2 separate regions of the Ovis aries genome follow, and region 2 is linked to region 1. The links are chromatin contacts, called in public Hi-C maps. All regions are on one chromosome and are shown on one strand. Each heading gives the region's core, a stretch centred on a gene start, on an enhancer-like site or on the middle of the called end of the contact. The rest is flanking DNA. Distances are from core to core; before and after follow the strand shown.

The links. A called contact is a pair of places that touch in the nucleus more often than the background predicts.
Region 2: a Hi-C map of muscle shows a contact between it and region 1, with 4 times the contacts expected there. The contact joins the enhancer-like site here to the promoter of UTRN in region 1. A contact is called at or near these places in 3 of 16 Hi-C or Micro-C datasets (muscle and tail adipose tissue).

What each region holds. Positions count from the first base shown.
Region 1 is chr8:68,838,029-68,843,186 of ARS-UI_Ramb_v3.0, reverse strand. UTRN (utrophin) reads right to left here and starts at 3,538. Exons shown (of 74, transcript XM_060419784.1): 1 at 3,010-3,538.
Region 2 is chr8:69,026,275-69,031,609 of ARS-UI_Ramb_v3.0, reverse strand. UTRN (utrophin) reads right to left here. Exons shown (of 74, transcript XM_060419784.1): 25 at 4,716-4,871; 26 at 418-588. Among named protein-coding and RNA genes, the nearest start is that of UTRN, 190 kb to the right of the region's middle. Within about 2 kb of position 1,714, at least 1 of the 54 cell types and tissues checked has an H3K27ac peak or open chromatin away from gene starts, as enhancers often do. A contact at or near this core is called in muscle, where this site is marked.

The DNA.
Region 1 (5,158 bases), core at 2,289-4,788:
GCCTGGAAGGCTACAGTCCATGGGGTCACAAAGAGTCGGACACGACTGAGCAACTTCACTCATTCACTATTTAGAAGTTCTTACATATTATGTTTACAATATACAACACTCAAGGACATACCATATTGTTTTATATTTCATAACAAAATAAATACATAAAATGTAAAATTTCTTTTCCTTAGTAGTTAGGAAAAGGGTATGTTCTAACAATAAAGAGGTCAAAGTTACCTTAGAAAAAGGTTTTAAATGTTAAAGTGTTTGAGGCAGATGAAAACTGATGAACTACTAAAGCTTTAGGAACAATTTCCTCTCCAAAAGGGAGAAATATATGGATTGGATCATCAGCCTGAATCTGCGAGATTTTGAGAGTATAAAAACATTTTTCACTTTTTATACTGTCCACTACTATTGCACTTTATGGATGATTATGTAATTAGGTTCCTTTCAAGGGGTAAATTACCTGCTAAAGATTTGCTAAATTCTTAAATGTATTTTATTACATTCAAGTACCAAACGTTTTGTTCAGAAGAATACACATAAAATTTTATTATGAAAATCAGCTTTTCCCAACAAAAAATTCTTTTTACTGGAAAGCAACTAATTATTTCCTTTGAAATATATTTCTAATTCTTTTTCATAAATGGTCTTAGCCAAGGTCTTCAAAAGATTTTTCCCATTCCACAAAAGAGAAAAGTAAACTGCTTGCACAGAACTGTGTTTCATTTGCAAGTTAATATTCCTTCATCATAAAGTTTTACTTTGCCAACTCCTTAAGATAATCTCAGATTTTCTCTTGATAATCAAAATCCTTTACAGGCTACACAGATTCAGCAGTAAGTGGGATCAGAGTACAAGGAAAGACTAGGCAAATTCAGAGAACTGCAAATGACCATTTTAACAGTTCCATAGCCACTGACTGATACTTTGTGCCACTAATTGGCAGGGATCTCCAGGTTGAGTAACATTTGGCAGCAAGTCATTATTGGTTGCCGGAAGACAGGATCATAGCTTCATCACAAGGCGCCTGTGTGACCCTCCACGTCCACATATATACTATGGAAACACTACCATCTTCCACACCAAGCTAGGTGACAAACCAAATAAAAGAAAGACATATTGCTTTATAATTATAATTTACTGTTACCTCTGCTCTAGGTTCTGTTTCCCCAAAATGAAGTTCTGCAAAGTTTAGCCAGTTCTTTCTCACTGAAACCAATACCCTTAACTCTAAATCCAGTTCTTTCTTCAAAAACTTCTCTCGCTGTCATAGGCAACCAGAAGCCACCACAATAAACCTGGGTTAAAAGGACGGGGGATGGCCTCACAGGCAAAACTCATGCTTTAATTTTTTTTTTAATTTGGAAATTAAAAGACATAAGAATACAAACATGTTTAACAATGTACAAGTATGATGGAAATATGCTGTAGGTCCTTGGGCGAAAAGTACTCATTCCTTTACCTAATCCTAAGAATGCCAGAGATAGTGGAAAGGAAAGCCCGGAGGCCAGAGTTTGAGGCTCCGTATGAAACTTAGTAAGACACCGCCCAGTGCCAAGAACTGCCATTCATTCTCGGAAGCGCTTCAAGGGAAGTTCATACTGTTGTGGTTCATGCCATTTACGGGGGCAACCAGTTCCAGGTAAACACCTGAAGGAGAGTTAAAGCGCAGTCTTCAGGTCTCAGAAACTGGTCCAGGGGGCGGGGAATGACTCCGCGTAAACCATGGCCCTCGCCCCACCGGTGCTCTGGAGGCCGAAGAACCCAGGAGCTCCGCATTCCTGCGCTGTCGCCTGATTCCCGGGTCCCCCGGGTCCACTAGCAACCAGCCCAGAGGCGCCCACCCGACTCCCAAGGCCCATGCAAGTTACAAGGGAATAGATGCGGCTACTGCCGGGTTCCCAGGAGCAGCAAGCTCCCGCCCGGACCCAGGGGATCCGGGCTTCCCAGAACTCGGTTCACTCCCCCACAAGGGGTTACAACTCGCGGGGCCCAGGTGACCCTGGGGGCTGGCAAAGAGGAGACTCTCCCCGGGGCATCCCGGGAGCGGGGGAGACCCAGGTTAGACCCGGGATCCCCAGTTCAGTGGAAAACAAAGTGCGAGTCTTCTGGCTCCTGCAAGCCGGGCACACTCTCTCCTCCCCTTGAAACAACCCTGGAATCAGTCCCTTTCGTAATCTGGGGCTTGGCTTTAAAAAAAAAAAAAAAAATCCACTTTTAACGGAATGCCTTCTAAAACTTGCACAGCCTAAAATCTGTGCTGTGTCGGTTTCCTAAAGGGGCCTTGAGCGACCAGTGCCTCGGACCCCAAGCAAAACAGGGACATGAATTACCTTACCAATTGCTGCAAGATGTGCCAAGGATCCGGGACCCCAGAAGACGCAATCGCGCGGGACTACTCACCGACTGAGCGCTCCTTGTCACCTCACCAAAACCCCACCCTCGGGAGCAGCAACGGCCCAGAGGTCGAGCACGTTTCCTGCCAGGCGGATGGCTGGGAACGTCTCCCCACCCGGTCCTGGCGGACACCTCCGGGGCCCCGCCTTCCCGGGGCTGAGGGGTGTGTGTGTGTGTGTGTGTGTGTGTGTGTGTGTGACAGGCCCTCCTAGGAAGCCACGTCCCCTCTTGGAGATCACTGGCCCAGAGCGCACGGAGGCAGGACCCTCTCACCCCAGCCAGGAGAAAAACTCAGGGAGTCAAGAGGCTGCCCAGAACCAGTCGAAAGAGTTCGGATCTTTAGGAAATACTACACGGATTCTGAGGACTTCCGAGCCCGAGCTCTCCCCCACGTTTCTGGCATTCCCTGTCCCAGGGCGGGGAGCTGAACTGAGGTTCCAAGGAAAGTGCACGCAAAAGTTGGTTACATCTTAGGCTCAGCCTTGAGAAGGAGCTCGGGAAGCTGATCCTGGGCACCGGAGCCGCTGAAAACTGCATCCTCCCCGCAGCCTACGTCCCGCGTCCCGGGGCTGTGGTCACATTACCCGGCCGAGGCTCAATAATGCATGGACTTACCTGCTCCCATGCCCCGCGGGCTGCCTCGCCAGCCCGCCGCCGCCGAGTCCCAAGCCGGCCCGGGTCTCCTCGGATGTGTTTCAGGCGTAGTAATCGCGGGTGTGTGTGCAAACGTGGGCTTTGTGGTGCGGTTTTTTGTTTGTTTGTTTGTTTGTTGTTTGTTTTTTTTTTTTAAGGAAATATGGAAAACCAGACCAGATCCGAAAGAAAAAAAAAAATTTTTTTTGGACACTCGATTGTAAACGCCCCTAACTTGTGCAATCTTCCTGCCCCGTAGTTCCGCCAAAAACAAAACAGTCCCACTGCAAACCTGGAACGGGCGCGCAGGCACCAAGTTTGCCAAACACTGGAGAGTTTTCCGTCTGCAGAAATGACCCCGAAGGAGGGTGGCGGAGGGTGAGGGGTGGAGGGGCACCTTTCCCTGCGATTCCCCAATCGGCTTTGGAAGCCGGAGGCTCCTCCTCGCCCCTCGGCGGGAGAAAGCCCGCGGGCCGCTGCGGCCGCCCGCTCCCCTCCTCCGAGGAAAGGCGACTCCACAACTTCGTGCGCCGGCGGCTCGCGCCCCCGGCTCCTCCTCCTCCCCTCACCCGCCCGCCGGCCGGCCCCTTTGTTGAAGCGGGGAAAGGAGCGCCGGAGGCCGGGGAGGGCGCAGGACCGCGGGGTGCGCGCCTTCGCCCTCCTGGGAACCGGCTCCGGTACCGGCACACGGGTTCGTCCTCCCCAGTAGAGGGGCGCCGAGCAGGTCCGGCTCCCCCCTCGGCTCTCCCGTCCCGGCTGCCGCAGGGCCGGCAACTTTGTTCCGGGAGATCAGGTCCTCTCGGCTCCGGGTTCGGCCCCGGCCCGGCCCAGGCGGCCACCGCAGGCTGGGCTCCGGGGAACGTGGCGCCCGGGGTCACCTGACCGCGCGCCCCGTCAATCAGCGCCCGCCCCGCGCTCCCTCCCCGCAGGCAGCAGCCCGGCTGGCACTCGGCTGGCCTGGGGCGGCGCACCCGGAGCGGACGGTGCGTGCTGAGAGCCCGGAGCTAGCATGGATGCCTGATGCTGCCTGGTCCCGTTTATTCAGATTAACCGAAAATGTGAGTCACACCCACCCCAGGCCAACCCGGTCTCCAGTTTTCCTCCCTTGAGAAATGAATTCTCATTTGCCCCTCCATTCGCCCCGTCTCAGTGTGTTGACGTTTTCAAATTTTTGGTCCTAGTTCCAAGGGTATATTTATATAATTTTCTTGGTGTCGTTTTTAATATTAAGAAAAACTTGACAATTTCGTTTTACATTCGTTCATACATATATACAAATAGTGTTTGCGCTGATCTTATTTTTCCATTTTTCCACTACACATACACACTTAAACATCTGTTACAGAGTCTGTTTCAAGGCTAAGGTGCTGGTCAAAATAATACCTGGTAAGAAATGCCTTTGTGCTGTGTAAGCTTTTTTGTTTACATATTTCATTCCCAGTGTGTTCCTGTGTTTCTCTTACATGATCAATACACTTGGGAGGGGGGAAAAAAAAAAACCAGCAACCTAAATTCCTAGTTCCTATAAACAATGAGAAAAGGAACTCTGGTTTGTTGCTGGTTTAATATTTGAGAGTTAACAAATTTTGAGTTAGTAAAGACAAACACTAGGGGCCTTAAACAGTTTTTTCAGAAAGAATTCACTAGTCTTTTATTAGTTATAGAGTAAAAGGTCTGTGGGTGGGGTGGAGGGGGTTGCATTCTGAAAGACAGTATTCCTTATAAAATCTCTAGCTTAGACTCCTTCCTTTATGTGGAGTTTCTTCACATAAGCCAAATAAAATCCAGAATATTAATAGGAAATAAGTATAATTAATCATCTGCTTTCATTCACTCATTCATTTTACAAACATCAATTTGGGGCCTGCCAGGTTCACTGGTGCTGTGAAAAATACACAGATAAATCTGTCAGAGATGTTGCTTTAAAGAATTCAAATCTACTAAGTGAGATAAGGCAAGTAAAAAAAAGAAAAAGAATATGCAAGATCAGTGATAAGTGCTATAAGAAAAGGATAGATCAAATGCATTCTGAGTCGGGCTATATCACAGGAAACTGGGGCTTCTTTTAACTGATAATTCTACAAACTCTTAAAGCTACTTGTCATGCACTGTGTCTTGGTGGAGTTAATGA
Region 2 (5,335 bases), core at 465-2,964, 190 kb before region 1:
CCCATAGACGGCAGCCCACCAGACTCTCCCCCGTCCCTGGGATTCTCCAGGCAAGAACACTGGAGTGGGTTGCCATTTCCTTCTCCAATGCATGAAAGTGAACAGAGAAAGTGAAGTCACTCAGTCGTCTCCGACTTTTCGCAACTCCATGGACTGCAGCCAACCAGGCTCCTCCATCCATGGGATTCTCCAGGCAAGAGGACTGGAGTGGGGTGCCATCGCCTTCTCCGCTCAGCTTCCTATCCCTACCCAAATCATTAATGGTAGCTGCCCTTCTACTTGTTTTAAATGGAAATTTTCCTGTGAGAGATTTTATGTACATACTACCCTCTAAGGCTAGGTAGATGAGTGACTGACTGGTTTTAAGCAGAGAAGATGAGATATAAAGCCCCGTGACCTTCACTGTCCCAGGCTCACCTTCATTTCTTCCACAGCGCTCTCGAGTTCTTCTGGTGACTTGTATTCAAAGTCCCTCTCCAGGTAGTCCTCTTCTGCCTGCGTCATCCATTCCTGCATCTCTGCCAGGTCTTTTTTCAGGTTCACCACTTTTTCCTGACTTTCAGACAACCTATTCTTTTTAATAGCAATCTACAAAGGAAAAGTCATTCACTCAAATAAACAAATATTAATACATTAAATGTCAACTTCTAGTTTTTAATATCTAAAAGAGCAATAACTTTCCACCAAGAATCTCAAGATTTCAAAGTCAGATGAAGCCCTTAATACATTTGGTCCTGATGCTGTGGAATAGAAGAAATAACGAAAACAACAATTATCGCTGGGATTCACTATCACATTTTGGATAGTAATATGGAAATATCTAGTATAATTTTGAAAATGCAACCAAAGGACTCTAACTTAAATCAATAAAAGCATATCTCTCAAGGAAATCTATTAACTGAAGCAGCCAAAATGTCCATTTTCTCCTTCTTAACAGGATTCCCCATTAAAACAGCATTTTTAGAAAACAGAGAAGAGGGACTTCGCTGGTGGTCCAGTGGTTAAGAATGTGCCTGCTAATGCAGGGGTCACAAGTCTGGGAAAATTCCACATGCCGCAGGGCAACTAAGCTGGTGTGCCACAACCACTGACAGCCAACATGCATGTGCTATAAATACAAAGTCCACATCCCTAGAGCCCACGCTCTGCCACAAGAGAGGCCACTGCAATGGCAAGCCCACGCACTGCAACTACAGGGACGCCCCTGCTCTCCACAACTGGAGAAAACCCGCAGCCATGAAGATTTGACACAGCCACAACTAAGGAAATAAAAACATAATTCAAAAGATAGGGAAGAGGAGACTACTACTAAAGATATTCATAAAACAGTGCTTTACAAAACTTTGGTTTTGATAACCTGCTCTACTGGTATACTCCACCCAGCTACAAAAAAGTTACATTAGAAAATAGGTATTTGTCTGAATCTGGTTCAATAACTTTGTCAACTATTTCAGGGAGCCTGAAAACACCCTTCAGAGAGATCCTCCCTCTAACCACACACTGACTTCTGCTGTGAAAGAAGATATCAGACCATGTAGACCTTCCAGGACTCACTTCACTATTCAACCTCCCGCTCAAATGAAATCTCATGGTACTGGTCACTTTGCCAGGGCTTGGTTGGCTGTGAAACTGATGGTGACGAAAGGGCAGTACAGGAATAGGATGGCTCTCATGAGAATAAGGGGGAAATACTTACTGGCTTTCCTGTTCCACTGTCCAAACAGGGTCATGGTCATAAAAATAGACGGGCACTAAACAGGGGCTTGGATTTCACTGCCCAACATGGAACTCAGAAAGCCTACTGGCAGCAACCCACACAGCCCTGCTGAGCAACACTTCAACTTGGTGAGCTTTAAAAAAAGGAAACACAGATTTCGGGGGCCCGCATTCCCCAGATTCTTTTCGCAAGTAGTTTCTAAACACTAGTCAATTATATACAATTTTCATGGAGCCTCAGAGAAGTAAGAAAGATAAAGACACTGTAGCAAACTTCCCAAAAAAAGAAAAGCTCAAAGTTATCATTAATTATTTTGCGATTATATACTTTCTATATTTTGGCATTAAGATGCTTTTTCCTTTCATGAGATTGGGAATATAACAGACTGTTTTTATTTATTGATTTTATATGTCTGTCCTTCCTTAGAAAAATAAAAATTTCGCAACATGATGTTTGTCCAAAATTTCTTCAACCTTTTTACTACTCAATGAAATACAATAGTTTAGAACTTTACCTAATTACTCATACAGCACATCGTTGCCTCCTTGCTGGAGACACTTAAAAATTTTTCCTATACATTTATCCCCATACTTTGAGTCAATAGCAATTCACAATTAATTCCATGTTGTCATTTGTGTATGTATGTATATATGTAAACAGATGTTGTTGTTGCTACTAAGTTGCACAGTCATGTCTGACTCTTTTGAGACCCCATGGACTGCAGCATGCCAGGCCTCTGTCCCTCACCATCTCCTGAAGTTTGCCCAAGTCCATCTCCATTGCATCAGTGATGCCATCCAGCCATCTCATCCTCTGATGCCCTCTTCTCCCTCTGCCCTCATATATACATAGATAGATACATAGATGTCTATCAGTGGATTAATAGATCTAAATACCTACATGTATCTATCAATCAAGGCTCTATCACTCTATCCATCTATCTCATCTTCCTTGCTCCTCATCATCACTTCCAAACCATTTTCCTTATTTACTTCCTCAAAATACTTTTAAGCATATATCACCAAATTATAACACATTTAGAGGAGTCTGAATTTGACTAGAATATAAGATGATATTATGAAAGCATTTTCTTAAGTGTGACAATGATATTGCACTTTTGTAGAAGACTGTCCTCATGCATGGAAGAAGCATGCTGAAGTATTTAAGACTGAAGTGTCAAAATACTTTCAACTTGCTGTCAAAACTACATGTAGCAAAAAAAAAAAAAAGGCATACGTGTGGGTGGTATGTATATATATATATGTAAAGAGATGAGGGAGAAAGAGAAAAGGCAAATGTGGTAAGACACTCAGAATTGGCAAATTTAGGAGTGGTTTATGGTTCTTCCCGCAACCATAATTTTAACTTTTCTTTAAAATTCAACTTGCTCAAAATAAGGAAATTGTGGGGAAACAAAATACTCAGGGATGTAAATATAAAGTTTTCTTATATAAACATTAAATAAGAAAACACTGTATTGAGGGATATACACTGTCTATGTGACTGTCTGTAGAGTAGTCCCGCATTTCACATTTTCTCTTCTCATTCTTTTATCCCTTCTCACTCACTCCAGCTCTATGCAACCTCACTATTGTTTCACTAACAAAATAGAACAATCAAAAGAAAACCACTACACCATATTTCTACAGTACCTACAGGTGCTGCCCCATCCATTACCACAGAGGGACCTCCTAACAGGAGCTCTTTCACTTGAAGGGTGGACCTCATCCACTCTTGCCTAACCACAGACTTTGTTTCAGTCTTTATCTTCTCTCAGTCTTCTGTATCATCTCCTCTTTCTAAGTGAAATCTTTTTTGGCATGCAAACTTTCAATAATATCTTTGAAAAAAATAATTACAAAAACAGTTCCATTCTAGTACAAATCTCATTTCTCTGTTCCCCTGAATAGAGAAATTCTCAAAGCTGGTTACCCTTGCCCCAGGACCTCATCTCCTTTCCTCTCCTCAACATTCTGCAGTGTGACTTTCTTTCCCACCACTCCATTGGAACCACTTTTCTCAACGTCATCAAAAGCTTCCATCTAATGTGCTTTCCAGTTTTGACTGGGCTCAGCTCAGCATTGATCTGTGAAAAGTTTTCTCCACCCAGCTTTTGGGGTCTTACTCCTCTGGCATTTCCCCTGGGGCAAACCTTTCCTCCTTAGCATCCTTGGCCGCTGATTAGTGCTAGAAACCCCATTTGCACGTACTGTAATTTTGAATTTAGTCCCAGTATGGGCAGCATCACTTGACCTATTCCCACTAAAGCTTCTCCTTGAGTTTTTTACCGTTTCAGTAAATGGCACCACAATTTACACAAACTGGAAGCTTCGCAAAAATCCAGAACAGTTGCTAACTATTCACTTTTTCTCATATCACATTAATCTATTACTAGACTCCCATCTCCACTTTCAAAATTTAGTCCAAACCTAACATTTCCCATGACCTCCACCACTATCTCCCTAGTCCATGGGGCCATCTTCTTTCTCTAAGACTGCAATAACCTTTTAAGTATTCTCCCCACTTTTATTCTTGCTTTCATAGAGCAAATTATCCACAAGGAAGCCACAGTGATCTTAACGGATCTATCATATGTCAATTCATTGCTCAAAACCCTCTGCTTTCTAAGTGAAATCATATTTGGAATAAAATTCAAAACCTATGTCTCAAAAGCAATACACAACCCATCTCTACTTACCTCCTGACCCCAAATCCTTCCCTCCAACCTGCTAACTCTTCCCTTCATTCTATTCCAGCTACAATGATGTTCTTGTTCTTTATTGCACACATCAAGCTCATTCCCATCCAGGGGCAGAGTGGACAACAGTACCCACTCTTCATTTAAAAAGTTATCCAATTCTTGCCCCAACCTGCCACCCATGCTATAGTTATTCTAGATCACTGGTTTTCAGTCTGGATGGGATATAAAATTATTCAGTTAAGAGAAGCCATTATCTACCCCTTGAAATTCACATGCAGGTTAAGCTGAAAAACTTACTTCCTTGCTAAATTTCTCCAGTTGTGATTGGCAGTCAACTAGCTTTGTTTGCATCCAGGTTTTGATTCCAGCAGCTGGACAGCTTCGGAAGTTAGCCTCTATTTCTTTCATGTCTTTCAGAGATGATTCGATTGTTTCTATTTCATTAACAAATGCCTGAACACGTAAAACAAGCCCTTGTTGAGTCCATTCCGACATAAGTGGATGCCATTATTATAGTCTGTCTGCCTCTATCCCTGCAAATATTTTAAGAACAGACTGCTTGGGAGTGAAAACGTTTAACGACTTACGAAATACTGTGTCTTAAGAAATTCATTTCACCTGGGTGATTCAAATAGCCATCTGCCAAATTAGACTGCAAATACTTCACTTTCAGCAGGGAAGAGTACTTTTAATTAATTTACAGAAGCCTAATGATTCCACCAAATATAAAATGCATGAAGTGCTACTGGCAAACTTCATTTGTAAACAGCGTTTTTCTTAAAGTCTCACCATAAGTACAGTAAGAGTGATATACAATTGGATGACACTAAGACTGTCACTGCAACGTAAAACAGCAGCTACTAATGAACTAAAATTGCTCTTGCGTTCTCCATCCAAAATTTATTCTTTAATAACCT